2 separate regions of the Hordeum vulgare genome follow, and region 2 is linked to region 1. Evidence: chromatin contacts called from public Hi-C data. All regions are on one chromosome and are shown on one strand. The core of a region is the stretch at or near the end of the contact, and the rest is flanking DNA. Distances in the headings are between cores, read along the strand shown. Region 1 has its middle 99 kb from the start of LOC123396787. Region 2 has its middle 63 kb from the start of LOC123396787.

What was found. A called contact is a pair of places that touch in the nucleus more often than the background predicts.
Region 2: a contact with region 1 is called in a Hi-C map of seedling, with 6 times the contacts expected there. The contact joins two enhancer-like sites. A contact is called at or near these places in 2 of 6 Hi-C or Micro-C datasets (leaf and seedling).

What each region holds. Positions count from the first base shown.
Region 1 is chr5H:408,333,696-408,340,802 of MorexV3_pseudomolecules_assembly, forward strand. No RefSeq gene overlaps it. Among protein-coding and RNA genes, the nearest start is that of LOC123396787, 99 kb to the right of the region's middle. Within about 2 kb of position 4,651, at least 3 of the 3 cell types and tissues checked have open chromatin away from gene starts, as enhancers often do. A contact at or near this core is called in leaf and seedling, where this site is marked.
Region 2 is chr5H:408,495,473-408,502,579 of MorexV3_pseudomolecules_assembly, forward strand. No RefSeq gene overlaps it. Among protein-coding and RNA genes, the nearest start is that of LOC123396787, 63 kb to the left of the region's middle. Within about 2 kb of position 2,524, at least 3 of the 3 cell types and tissues checked have open chromatin away from gene starts, as enhancers often do. A contact at or near this core is called in leaf and seedling, where this site is marked.

The DNA of each region.
Region 1 (7,107 bases), core at 3,401-5,900:
TTTATATAGGAGGAGAGGGAGGAGGGTGCGCCACCCCTAGGGTTTCCCTAGGTGGTGCGGCTGCTGCCCCAGATGGGAGGAGCGGCGGCTAAGAGGAGGAGTGACAAATCCGAGTCTCGATTCGTGCCAAACCAACTGATACTTTCGGAGATACCTGTAGTGCACCTTTATAATCACCAGTTACATTGTGACGTTCGATACACCCAAAACGCTCCTACAGTATCCGGGAGTTGCACAATCTCATGGTCTAAGGAAATGATACTTGACATTAGAAAATCTTTAGCAGACGAACAATATGATCTAGTGCTATGCTTAGGATTGGGTCTTGTCCATCACATCATTTCTCCTAATGATGTGATCCCATTATCAATGACATCCAATCTCCATGATCATCTATTGATCAACGAGCTAGCCAACTAGAGGCTCACTAGGGACATGTTGTGTTCTATGTATTCACACATGTATTACGGTTTTCGGTTCATACAATTATAGCATGAATAATAGACAATTATCATGAACTAGGAAATATAGTAATAACCACTTTATTATTGCCTCTAGGGCATATTTCCAACAGAGATACGTAGTGGGGGTGGTTGCGGGTAGAAGGAAGGAGTGGGATAGGTGGCGGGGTAGGATGTGGTGGTTAATTTTTAGCTACACCAGTAGGTGAAGGTGTTAGCAGAATAACTTAGGTGTCAGTAGAATAAGGTCTTAAAGGGTGTTATATATATATATACATATATATATAGAGAGAGAAAGAATTATTTTAATTATACTTCAAAATAATTCACCATAATAAAAATATTGTAGGTTCAGTGCAAGAATAATGTTCTCGCAACTTTAAAAAGTGTTGATAACATTCAACAAGCATGTTTGTGATAGTAAAGAAATGTTTCCATTTTCCCAAAAAATGTTCACAAATATTTACACCATTTTAAAAGGGATTCCACATTATCTTAGAATAATGTTTTGTACAATTGAGAAAAGAATAATGACATTATAAAAAACCTTCATGTGTTTCAAAAATATGTTCATTTCAAATAATTAAAAATGTTTATACTGAAAGCAACGCGTACAAGCCTAGATCCGAAGTCACTGCATGCGAGCCGTCATCGCGTTCTTTGTCGCGGGCGAGAGAATTAACATGCCATGAGGTCCGGCCTGCACTATGCCCTATTGGACGCCCGTTGTCATTCAGTAGAGAGAGCAGCTAGTTATCAAACTTTTTTGGGAACCCAACGAGCACTTTCACGCGTCGCCACTTGGTGCATTCTCAGCCACCGTCACGTATCCCGTTTTAAGTGCTTTCTCCAAATTACGTTTTTATTTTACTGCACATGTTTTCGGCTTTTTCAATAGCTTTTCTTTTTATTTTTTTGGTGTTTTGATTTTCCACCGGTCTTTCTTAGCTTTTTGACGAAAAACTATCAATTATTATTGTGCAAAATAATGTGTTTTCCGTTTTTTTTGCGAGAGCCATGACTTTGCTTCCGCGACAGGCACAGTTTTGCCTTCGCGAGGGCACGCCCGTGCCTCTCGAAAACAAAAAACGAGTTTCTATTTTTTTCGAAAGACACGGTTTTGCTTTCACGAAAGGCACAATTTTGCTTTGGCAAGAGGCCCGATTTTGCTTTCGCAAGAGGCATGGTTTTATCTTCGCGAGAGGCACGTCCGAGCCTCTCGTAAAGGAAAAAACATGTATTTTTTCCCATGAGAGGCACAATTTTGCCTTCCTTGGTCAAAAGGAAAATAATGCGAAAAAACATGTTTTTGTTGTTCTTTTTTCTATCGCGAGAGGCATGATTTTTTGGTCGGTTTTTTCATGAAAAAAATCATCAAAACCTATCAACATGGGATTTAGTTTTGAAGATATCGACGCGAGGAATTCAATGGTGAAAACGGTTCGAAATTTGAAGGCATAGTTTAGGAAATAAAACGTTTTAAAAATAAGGATCTACGAAAAAAACTCAGTGAAAACGGTTCGAGATTTGGAGGCATAGTTTAGGAAATAAAACGTTTTAAAAATAAGGATCTACGAAAAAAAAACTCCTAGGTTACGAAAGTGATAGCATGCAGTGCGTCATTTGTTGCAACTTGGGAAGGTGGGAGCGATCTTTAAAAGCTATGCTCTTCAATTAGTGATTTTGTCCATGAGGGCACGCGAGAACCAAGCTATTAATACCCTCACTATACTTTCGTGCACCTACTCCCTCCGTTCCTAAATATAATTGTTTTAAAGGTTCCATTAAAAGACTATATACGGAGCAAAATGAATGAATCTACACTCTAATGTATGTCCATATACATCCGTCTATAGTTTCCTAGTAAGAATTCTAAAAAACTTACATTTAGGAACAAAGGGAGTAGTTTGCAAGGTATGCTTTCCCTTTTCTCTTTGATTTGTTTATCTTTTTTCTTCACCAAGCCGACTGTTAGACTTTTTAAAGAGATTCAATAAAAACTATTTAAAGGGACGTAAAAAAGATTTTGGGTGTGCACTTCTAGGAACTTCAGTGTATATTACATAAAAGTTCACCATATATTAAAAAATGTTGATCGTATAAAATATAAATATTTATCATATACTAGAAAAATTCAATGTGTATTTGAATGATGATCGCTGTGTGTAGAAAACATTAGTGATTATTCAAAGAAAAATTCATCGTGTATTAAAAATTGTTCAGCCTGTACTAATATAAGAAATAGAAAAAGGAAAATAAAGAACTAAAAAAGACAACCAAAACAAGCATGAAAGAACAGAAAAAATGAAAGGAAAATGAAAATCAAACAATAAAGCAACACTAAGTAAATGAAAAAAAATCAATACAGGAAATAAATGCACATTGCGAGCTGCCCAAAGTTGGTAGGCTCAGTTGTGGGGAAAATCCTATTTGACGCCACAGTACATGAACTTTTTGCAAACAGATGGCTGCAGCCGTCTTTGCTGGGCTCGATTTGTTTCGTCCGTCGCGTGTATTTAAATTGCAGAAAGCCCGCTGCTAGAGATGGGATTCGAACGCGGAATCTCTTCAACCAGGTCGAGCCGTGGTAACCAGCCGCCAAGGACACCTGATGCGCTTACTTCCATCATTTTTTTAACTTGTCATCTTTTCTTTCGTTTCTTCTGTTTTTCATTTTTTCCATTTCATTTTCTTCTTTTTCTGTTTTATTTTTATTTTTTCTTCTTACTCATTCGATGATTTTTTGTCACATTTTTTTAAAAATTGATGGACTTTTTCAAATTTGGTCGAAAAAATCAATTCAATGACCTTTTTTCAGATTCCACAAAATTTGTACTCAAATTTAAGATTTTTTTTCCAAACACGATGAACTTTTTACAGATCCAATGAAGTTTAATAAAAATTATTTGAACTTTTTTCAATATTGACGAATATTACTATCAAATATATGAAACTTTTTTCTAAATTGATGAATTATTTTTCAAACTTGATGAACTTTTTTGTTAAAGTCATTTAACCTTTTTCCAAAATTGATAGATTCTTTTATTTTCAAAATTAATGACCTTTTTTTCGTAATATGTGAACTTTTTCAAATTTGATTAACTTTTTCCAAATTCTTGAAGTAATTTTCAATATCCATGAACATTTTAAAAAATTGTGAACGTTTTGTTTAGACCATGGTGAAAATTTTCAAATTCGTGAAATTTCTTTTCAAATTTATAAGACATTTTTTGCTTTTATGAACTTTTTGTGTTCAGTTTTTTTTTTATAGAAAATTCAACTCTGAAACTGAGCCGGCCCAATTGGCAGGGTGCATGGGCACCGGCTACGAGCTCCCCACTTGTGGGCGCTATAGGCGTCGCGAGGCATCCTATTTGTAGTGCCCACTTGTGGTCGGCCGCGGGTGACCTTACATGCAGTCCCTCGCACGCTAGGCGTTCGTATGATCCAGCCCATTTTTCGGGTATTTTCCTTTTTCCTTTTTGTGTTTTTTCTTCATCCATCTCGTTCCTCTTTTTTCTTATTTACTTTGTTTTTATAAAAACGATTTTCCTTTCCAAATTTGCAAACATTGTTGTTCTCATCAAATTAAAAAATGGTCATCAATGTAAAAACAATGTTCAACAATTTAGAAAATTGATCTAAGTTATTTTTTGTTCATCAGATTGAACAAATGTTCATCAAAATATAAAATCTTGTTCATTGAGTTAAAAAATGTTCACAAACCCGGAATTGGTTGATTTATTTCAACGTTCTTTACCAAATTCAAAAAAAATTCACTGAATTCAAAAAACTTCTTCTAGTTTTTAAACAAATATTCTTGAATACAAATTTTACTTATAAATTCCAAGAATGTTTATCAAACTCAAAAAAGAATCATTAAATACAAAACAATGTTCATCATTATTAAAAAATGATCATAAAATTAATTTTCTAAATAATACTTTGTTCATTAAAATAAAAAAATGTTCACCCCTTTTCAAATAGTGAACTTCTTAAAATTCAAGAACATTTTTTGACAATTTACATTTTTCGAAATTTTATAACATTTTTGTAATCCAGATTATTTTTAAGATTGAATAAAATAAAAACAGGAAATCAAAAAAGGGAAAGTAAAGATGGAAAAAAAATAAGGGACCGTCTAGGCCCGCAAATGGGCCGGCCAAACTAACACGCCACGGGATGGGAGGGTGCGCATTCGCAATGACTCATGTCGACCATACCATATAAGTCCGAGGTGTCGCTACGCCTCAAGTGCCAGATCCGTTTTGTAGTAAAGATGATGTTTCTTAAATTTTACGGGCCAGGCCACACTCTACCTCGACGGCTTGAAAACTGTATGTTTCCCTAGTAAGTTGTAGGTGGGCAAGTCTATGTCTTGTATGTCATGATATGGAAGTCAAGCTCGCACCGGTAGTGAGCTGGCCTAGTAACCATGTGTTTTCATCATGCTGATGTTACACATATTTGTGTTCCATTTTAAATTATGAAAAATACTAAATACACATGTGATGGGTTAATCACATGTTTTAAACATAACATTTAGTTCAAAAAAAGTTTAGGTTTTAGAAAATGTTTGTACCATTTAAGAGAAATGTATATAACATTTAAAAAATATTCGCAAGTTTCAAAATTTTACATAACATTCGACAAAACCTTTATACAATATAAAAATTGTTAATATAATTCAATATAAACTTCTCATATCACTAAAAAACACTCAGTACATTTATATATAAATTCCTGCATTTCAATATAAGTTACACAAGTATTTCAAAATATTTATAAAAGTTTCAATTAATGTATTAAAAAAATTGTAACATTCAAAAGTTGGTTTCAACGTCTCTTAAAAAATATTTAACATGTATTCTATGTTCAGATGGGATGCTTCATCAACATCAACTTTAATTCAACATGGTCCATGGAGGATCGACCATGAAGGTCGATGGCTCAACATCGACATAGCATGTGTGTGACGTGCCGAATTTTCTACGCAACATACCCATTTCATTGTTGCCACCTTCTCGGGCATCATTTTGATGATTCCTCGAGACGGATTGTGCCAAATTAAGTCGACAACAACCCTGTAAAATTTCAGTTTGATCCAATATGCGAGTCTTCGACAATATCTGTGATACTAATGCCCTAACGAACCTGGACAGAAAATCCACACAAGCTTGGAAGAACGTGTCAGCGGCCAACTCCGACATCCTTTGTAAGATCCAACTGTTGTTCCCATGCAGATTGGTATTTTTAATAACCCTTGAAAAATTTGGAATGGTCTGACCATTCAAACTCGAGGACGAGCCCAAAGAGTGCACTAAGGTCAATTAGCTCACGGTTGTCACCAAAAAAATGGCCGCCCCTACCGGAGGCCCTGCCACCTTTTGCCCATACGACGTTGTGTAGAACAAAGACGCATAGTCCGTCGTCCCGGTGGTTTGCTCTACATCAAGAAACTAGAGGTAGCTGCTACTTGTGATGGTGTTAGAATTTTTTTTTCGAAGAGAAAGGATGATGTAATATAGTAGCCGAAAGTATTTACCCTACTTAAGAACCAAGATTTATTGAACCAATAGAAGATCACACAAACGAATGATCCACGATACTCGCACACACACAAATAAATACTTGCACGCAGTATGGATAAAGGATTGTCAATCCCCTTATACTCATTAACTGCAATGATTAATTATGAGTATACTTTTAGAGTTCTAGTAAATATACAAAGTGAGTCAACCCGGGGGAGCATAGCTTTCACTAGAGGCATCTCTCTCATTGGCATTATAAGGTGGGTAGACAAATTACTGCTAGACAATTGATAGAATAGCAAATGATTACCACAATATTCATGTCATGATCAATATATAGGCAATATGTCCGTGACGATTAGACCGAAACGATTCTGCATCTACACTATACATCATGTATCTATGGAATTAAGTTCATAATACAAAAAGCAATGCTTAGAACATGATGGCATAATATAGACAAAGTAAGACGAGATAATATGTTCAAACCCCGTCGTTTTATCCTTATTAACAACTATACGAATACGTGTCTCGCTACTCCTCCTGTTATAGAGGATGATACCGCAAGGTTGAACCTATTACTATGCATCACTTTTTCTAAACATCTAATCATTAACTTGGTCAAAGAAAACTCATAGATCGGAAATCGTACATAGCTATAAAGTCATAGAAAAGACTCAATTACTTTTAGTTAACAATTTGATCATAAACTCATAATTCATCGGATCCCAACATACACGTCGCAAAAATTATGAATAGGTCACCGAAGAGATCATTGTACTGAAGATCATAGAGAGAGAGGAGAGAGGTGGAGAGAGAGTGAGAGACTAAGAGAGAGAGAGAGAGAGAGAGAGAGAGGTAGAGAGAGAGAGAGCTGCTACTACGAACCTTGAGATCTTGTGGAAACTAATCACGCATCATTGGGAAGGCAAGGTTAATGAAGACGGACTCCATATGATGGATTCCCCCTCCTGGAGAGTACCTAGAAAGCCATCAAACGAAATCGCGGTAGAACAGAGGTTTGTGGCATGCGAAAGAATTGTTTCGAGTGCTCCTCTTGGGTTTTTGGATATATGTGAATTTTTAGGAAAGACAATTGGGCAAACGGAGCAACA
Region 2 (7,107 bases), core at 1,274-3,773, 160 kb after region 1:
TTAGTGATCAGCTAGACTTCGCCCGCTAGTATAGACCACCTTCAATAACTTGTTCTACGTAAGTTAGCCACCATAAATGCTTAGGATGTTGCAACCTAACACTGAACCTTCCTTACCTAATAACTTGACTAGTTCTGGCACCGAGGTCATAGATTGGTGAGTCCCCGTTGCTCACAGATTACTTCAACACACCAACAGGTACAGGTACGCCCGACACAGGTGATCCCGATGGCACGCAGCTGGCGTGGCAATACGATGAGGAGAACGACCGCCTGTACGTGAACTATCCAGAAGACTCAGGCATGGTCGTGATCGTGGGCAAGCATGCAGGGTAGCATAACCTTTTCTCATGTTATGTAGTCCGTAGTGGAACTACCTTGTCTGAATATTTGTGTGATGTAAACTCTGATATTATCTATGAGATGGTAGATGATTCCCTATTTGTCATTCTATTATTATGTATGTGGTATGTTATCATGCTTGCGAAACGCTTAGATGCGCTTCTTTCCATTTTGGGGCCTCGTTCCCTAAATCGGAAAGGACCGCATCTTAGTCGTTATATCGACGGTCCGAAGCAGTGGACGTCGAAATTTAGGCGAGGTCGCCCGCGCGAGTCGCACGAGCCGGGCGTGAGTTACAAAGGAGTGTTATTACTAGGCCTAGAACTGTAGCCGTAGTTGCACCAGGCGTGTCTCCGTCGTCAGCCACACCCGCGGCAGGGTCTTCAATGCAGTTGTCGCGTGCCTCTCACCATCTTGCATTACTTTGGCGGACCTTACATATAGCCTTCAACATTGGCCCTTCAAGTAGTATGAACACATTATTTGGGCCGTGGCTAAATGGAGTGCATATAAATAATGCAGGCTATATTTGAATAAGGATATGTGCTTTATTCTGGTTTATATGAAACTGTAGAAATAATATCATATTTAATCGGAAAAACTTTATCAATTTTTTGCGGGTTATCTATAGAGCTACGACATGGATATATACGTGGTTGTTACTCACAACTGTGAAGTCTAGAGAGCTTATGGCTATTGGATACAACCGGTGGAAGACGGTATCACAGGCATCTTCAACTGGTCTGGATGGTGGCTAACTAATAGCCTAGGTGTTTAGTCATCTATGCTTGTTATTGTTTTAGCCGCATGTGACATTTACTTTGCTTTTACTTTAATGAGTTCATTATGTGAACGCTTTTGGATTTTACACTTGTGTGGAACCTATATTTCCGTTTGTTAATAAAATGACTGCATGCATCATCATGATACATAGACTGGAGGTGATCCTCCTTTTCTTAAACACCTTGCACTACTGAAACCACCACATCCGTAAATGTGTCGCTACCTCCAATCATTCCTCTAACCCCGGTCTCTTCTCCAGCTACCGAGACACCCATCGACGACCCTGCACTACATTGAACAAAGAACGCCGTACATTTCGGGACGAAGAGAGTCCTTTATAAGGAGTTACAAAGGGGTGTTGTTATTTGGCCTAGAACACTAGGCGTAGTTGCACCGGGCCTGTCTCCGTTGTCAGCCACACCCGCGGCAGTGTCGTTGATGCATTTGTCGCGTGCCTCTCACCACCTTACGTTGCTCAAACCACCACATGAGTAAATGTGTCGCTACCTCCAATCATTCATCTAACCCCGATCTCTTCTCCAGCTACTCAGAGGCGAAACTAGTACCAGATTACGTCTAGGGCTAAAAAACTTAAATGATGCATTCTAGTGATTCTATATATTTTGTAAGAAGGGATTACAAATGTTATTGTTTGTAGGCCTAGGCTATAGCCCCAACTGCCCTAGGCCTGTCTCCGCCACTGCAGCTACTGAGACACCCATCTACGACCCTGCACCACATCGAACAAATCAACCTTCTCCCCCGTTCATCGGTGTGGAAGTAATAAAGAGGCATTGACTATTATTAAGCTTCGAGGACGATTATATATTAAGTACAAGATTTAAAGGACAAGACGTTTCTTAAAGATAAAATGGAAATAATTATATTTAATCCTCGGCAATCTCTACTATCAAATACAGATAGTATATCTCTAACAATAGGTTCTGGATCGTTCTTGGTCAGCCTCTCGCTGCCGCTTGCCACGTGATGACACACACGAAAATCGACCGACACGGGCTGCAAATTCATGCAACTTACCAATAGCAAAAGCGAGTGCACAAACATATTACATATGTACAGTGCCTCCAAACGTTGCGTACCCTCGGACGGCCCCGAGTGGACTGCAGGTGCAGGAGCAATGCAATGCAATGCAAAGGACGATCAGCTGCTTGCACGCATGCATGTGCGCTAGCGCTACCGGTGTCGGTAGAGTACACGTACGCCTCGGCAGCTTGCCTGGTACCAAAAACCGAAGCCAATGGTTTTCCTTTTACTTGAGGAGTCCCTGGCGCATGCGGCCAACGCTCGGGTTCACGTGATGGCACGCACCATAGGCCACAGCACACGCAGCACATCCGCGCAGCTAGCGGTGCCACGGCTTGGTGCGTCGTCGATCGTTTGTCCCGTTCCCGTGATCTGTCCCGATCTCCGACGTGGCGATGCATGGCTCGAGCCTTGCTAGTTAAGCACCCTGTGAGCCATCGTTGTACCCTCTCGACTGCTTCCCTTCTCTCTCTGTGGGCGCTAACTTTGTTGGCTGCAAATGTTGACCATGGTGAGACCCCACCGCTGCCCAAATATGTCGTGAACGATCCTTGTCAGATCGTTGTACGGCTTGTTTGTCATGGAGCGCGAGGTAGCTGTAGCAGCCTAGCACACAGTATAGCTGAAGCAATCAATGCCTGCACCTGCAAGCAGAGAAGGTTGCAGTGAGAGTGAGGCCACTTAAGTTTGGATCCATCGATTCAGCTACCACTGCCCGCGGATGAATGAATCATTTGGATGGATGGGACTCCTCGGATCGACCCACCTACCAAGAATCCAAGATCTATTTTCCTTTTTTTCTTTTTTGAGGACGAATCCAAGATCGATTGTAACGTGGAAAATTAATGCCCAAGAAGTGAACCTCGTACTCTTTTGGATGCCAAAACCTGTCAGATTCGCTCCTCCCTCCCTGCATCATCGGCAGTGGGGGCGAATGGCAAGCCATGCAAATGCAAGCAAACATCGATGGGATGTACTACCTCTTGGAGACCAATGATTTGATTTAATCTGTTTTACTACTGCCAGTATCTTTTGGCACGTAGAGTAGATCCTTCGTAAGAATCGGACGCATGCATGCGTCCACCAATACCGGACGAAGCAAGTGCAGCTAGCAATACAACACAACAGGCGCAGCAATCAATCATCAGCGTCGATATTTGCCAGTAGTAAAGGCGCACTAGATTTCGCCTGATGGCGAAGCGATCCAATCTCGCACCACCATTGGGCATTGGCCAGCCCCACATCAGAAAAGAAAAGGAGGCGGTAGCAAAGCAGGCGAGTGGTGGAATCTATAGGATAATATACATTGCATGTCGATCGATACATGCTCCATGTCTCCTGTTTCTTTTACCATTTGAGGATAATATCTGTGCATGCACCGGAGGCGAGCCCCCATGAAAGGGAGGCGCCACCACTTGCGCGCTGCGTGCGGCCCCGAGAAGCCAAAGGGTGGGAATCTACTGCAAGGAACACGCGTGATGATGATGATGATGATGTGCCTGCCTCTTCGGCGAGGAGTTGGATTCCACATTGGGGATGGCGACCCTAGAATGCCTGCAATTTTCTTTTGCGGCCCGTTTGGAAAGATGATGGTGTGTGTGTGTATGTAGTGGAGGGTGAATTTGGATGGGTTTTGGTTGGCCCATGGGTGCTCGATGCCGACCTGGATATTTTAGATGGTGAAATTGGACTGCCGCATTGTTTATATCCGTGCGAAACACAGAGATGCATATATCTGCTGTGGTTTCTGAGAGGACATCGACGGCATGTTTGGCAATTTCCTTGGAGGTTTGGATGGACCTGAAAATGATCCAAGATCAAGAGAGCGATGGATGCTCATCCGACTGGACTGGGACCGGTTCCTGTTCGTCCAAACAATGCCTTTGGCAATGCATGGATGATAACTGGAGCGTGCAGGTGTGCATTATCTTGCATCGGATGAGCATCGGATGCAACGGGTCCCGGTTCATGGAGATCGCTTGTTTCCAGGGAGTTCATGAGGGAAATGCATCATCCATGTGTAGGGTTGATCGGTAGGGGCCGAGGTGATCCCCTTTTCAAAAGAAAACAAAAGAAGGACGATCATGCGTTCACTGTTAACTGACGGGAAAGCGGCGTACATACAAATCCATCCATCCATCCAACTCCTTGCCCAATCGTTCTATCCATCTTCTGAACATATAATCGCCAAAAGGGACCATTTACAGATGTAGTCTAGGACCCTACGAACGAAGGGAAAGCCTATCAGTTGTCACCAAGTCTTTATCTTCAAGTAATTATCATCAAGATAAACATGCCATGGTCACGGATAGATAGTTAACCTAAAGTTTGAGAGGACAAGCAGATGGGCCAACACATATGTAGGTGGCTAGGTGGATCTAATCAAGGTGGCCCTTCAACCTTCATCATAGCAAATCATGCATCTATGATGGTGTGTTAATTTGAGTGCGCTGGTTTGCCTTTACGTAACATTGCATATATTCTTTTTCCGGGGAAGTAACGTCGCTCATAGAACAGCTAAAAAAAACGTTGCATATAGTAGTATCTTTCGTCTTTCGTCTTTGTTCCATGAATCTGGTTTCCTTCAGACGAGGAAGGCGGGTATATAAATTTTCTTTTAGATAAGGTCCACCCACAATCACTCATAACGAAACCAGGTCCACAAAACACACTCTTATATTATGAGACGGCGGGAGTACCATATGCGATTTTACGATTATGACAATACAACCAGTACTCAACGCAAAAAAATGAGAATTCAACTAAATGCTAGAACAAGTTTGAGCCCTCGGACTTGCAAAACGAGGGTGAGCAAGCTGCATTGGAACCGGGAGCGGCGACTACGCAGACGGCAGCTTTGGGGCTACATACTGATGGGCGTGCAGAGATGGAAGCGATGCAATGATGTTGGAAGCAAGAATTGTTGAAAATAATGAAGATGGTGCCAAAGTGTCCTCTTCTTCCCAGCAAAAAATCTGAACTATTTTTTGATAAACATTGACAAAAGTTTTAAGTGCTTGCAAAAATTTGCCATGAATCATATTACTATAAGGCATAAAAAAACAAATTCAGTGCTTCAAAATACTTTTGAAAGTGGCATTTTCAGAGTATTGATTTTTTTGCCGTGCCTTTTAGGAATGTGATTCTATGACGATTTTGTGCAAGGACTTAATACTTTTCTCAATGTTTATCACAAAATCAGTTTTTTTTATTTACAGTTCACCCAAGCTCATTTGAGCTCGGGCTCAAAAACTCTACGTCCATGTAACGACCCGATCCGATAAGAATCGGAATCTATGTGCTTACTGTGCTAGTCCCTGGATCAACTTGCTAGCACACACAATACTCAATGAAATAACATAAATAAGACACATCTTTGTTACAACAGTAGTTCAGGAATAAAGTACTTATTATAGTAGTGTGGCAGAAGGCCAAATAAAACAAAATACTACGAAAGCAAAGAAGTGTAACGAGTTCATCAACTCCACAAGCAAAAGTTGAGTGTAGAACATCGATCTATCACACCTTAATCCTCGTCGGATAATTCTGCAACATGATAGGTTACAGCCGCGTAGGTCAGTACATGGTATGTACTGGCAAGTCACATCATAAGAGAATAATGAGCCTACTTGTACATGCAATTTAGCTGGTGGAAAACTCTAAGTTTAGTTTTGCGTAAAGCTGGTATTTCCTTAACAAAAATAATTATTCTACCTCTACAAATATCATAAGACTGAGATGCAAACACCAACTCACTCCATTCCCAAAGTTGTCTCAATACCCACTTGATTAAATTAAGAGTGGTGAGATCTCCGGGGCATTTCCACTACTAAAACTCAAGTTGTCTGTAATCGGGGACACGGCTAATCGATTAGATTGACACTCTCGAGAGGTTGCACAGTTTTCCCCACAAGACTCGACCACATCCTTGATCGGAAGATCGAGACATAGTTTTTCGAAAGTATTTCCCCTAACCCATGGATTGGCCGGTACACCTACATCATCTACATATGCTAGCCTATCCTAGAAGAGGTCATACCATCTACTCAACTAAGCCAGAGCACATATTGGCTTGTGGCTGCACACGCAAGCTTATAGACATGAAAACACGTTTGACCCCTTTGAGCCTGGGCGGACAGACCACTAGTGTACACTCACATGGATTCCCCATGGATGCTCCCATTGTACTTCGACACCATTCAAACCAATTTCCGCCTAGGTATTTCATTAGAAGTATTGGTCCCGACTACTACTTTTCCACTCATGTCTCAATGTGAAAACCCTCCCCAATCCACATCTATGGTGGCGACAAGGTTTGTATGGGTCAGACCTACCTCATGTGAACTACTAGGTGCAAGGGTAGCCATCCCGCAAAGTTTCCTACCATGAAATCCTACCACAAAAGGACTATGTGCATATAAAAACATAGGTAAAAACATGTATGATCAAGATGTAGACTTACCTTGGCAGTGGGAGTGAAGTTCTAGACAATGATAGAACTCGGCTTCGCACTTTGGACAATCCAGCACAAAAATAAAATAAATACACATAAACAAACGTTCATACAATTCAAACTAACATGCAACACAAATATTGGCAACAACCAAATAAAATCCAACACACGTAAATAGTTGAAAGCACAAGTTCTCCCTAAGGTGGTTTTGGTAATTAATTACAACATATGTGTCATTAAACTAATGATCTTATCCAAGTATATTTCAGAAAAGTTTAAAGATGCATTGTCTAAGGTTTGTGAGGAGAACCCCTGTGACAGCCCGATGCCGACGTTCCAGAAGATTCCCCCTCTTTTCGTTTTCGTCGTGTGTCTATTTTTCTTTTGTTGCATCATCATCGCATCATGCGCATCATCAGCATTACATCGGCGTTCCGTTGCCGCCGGTTTTCAAAACTTGCATCCGTTGTCAGTTGCCGGTTCTCG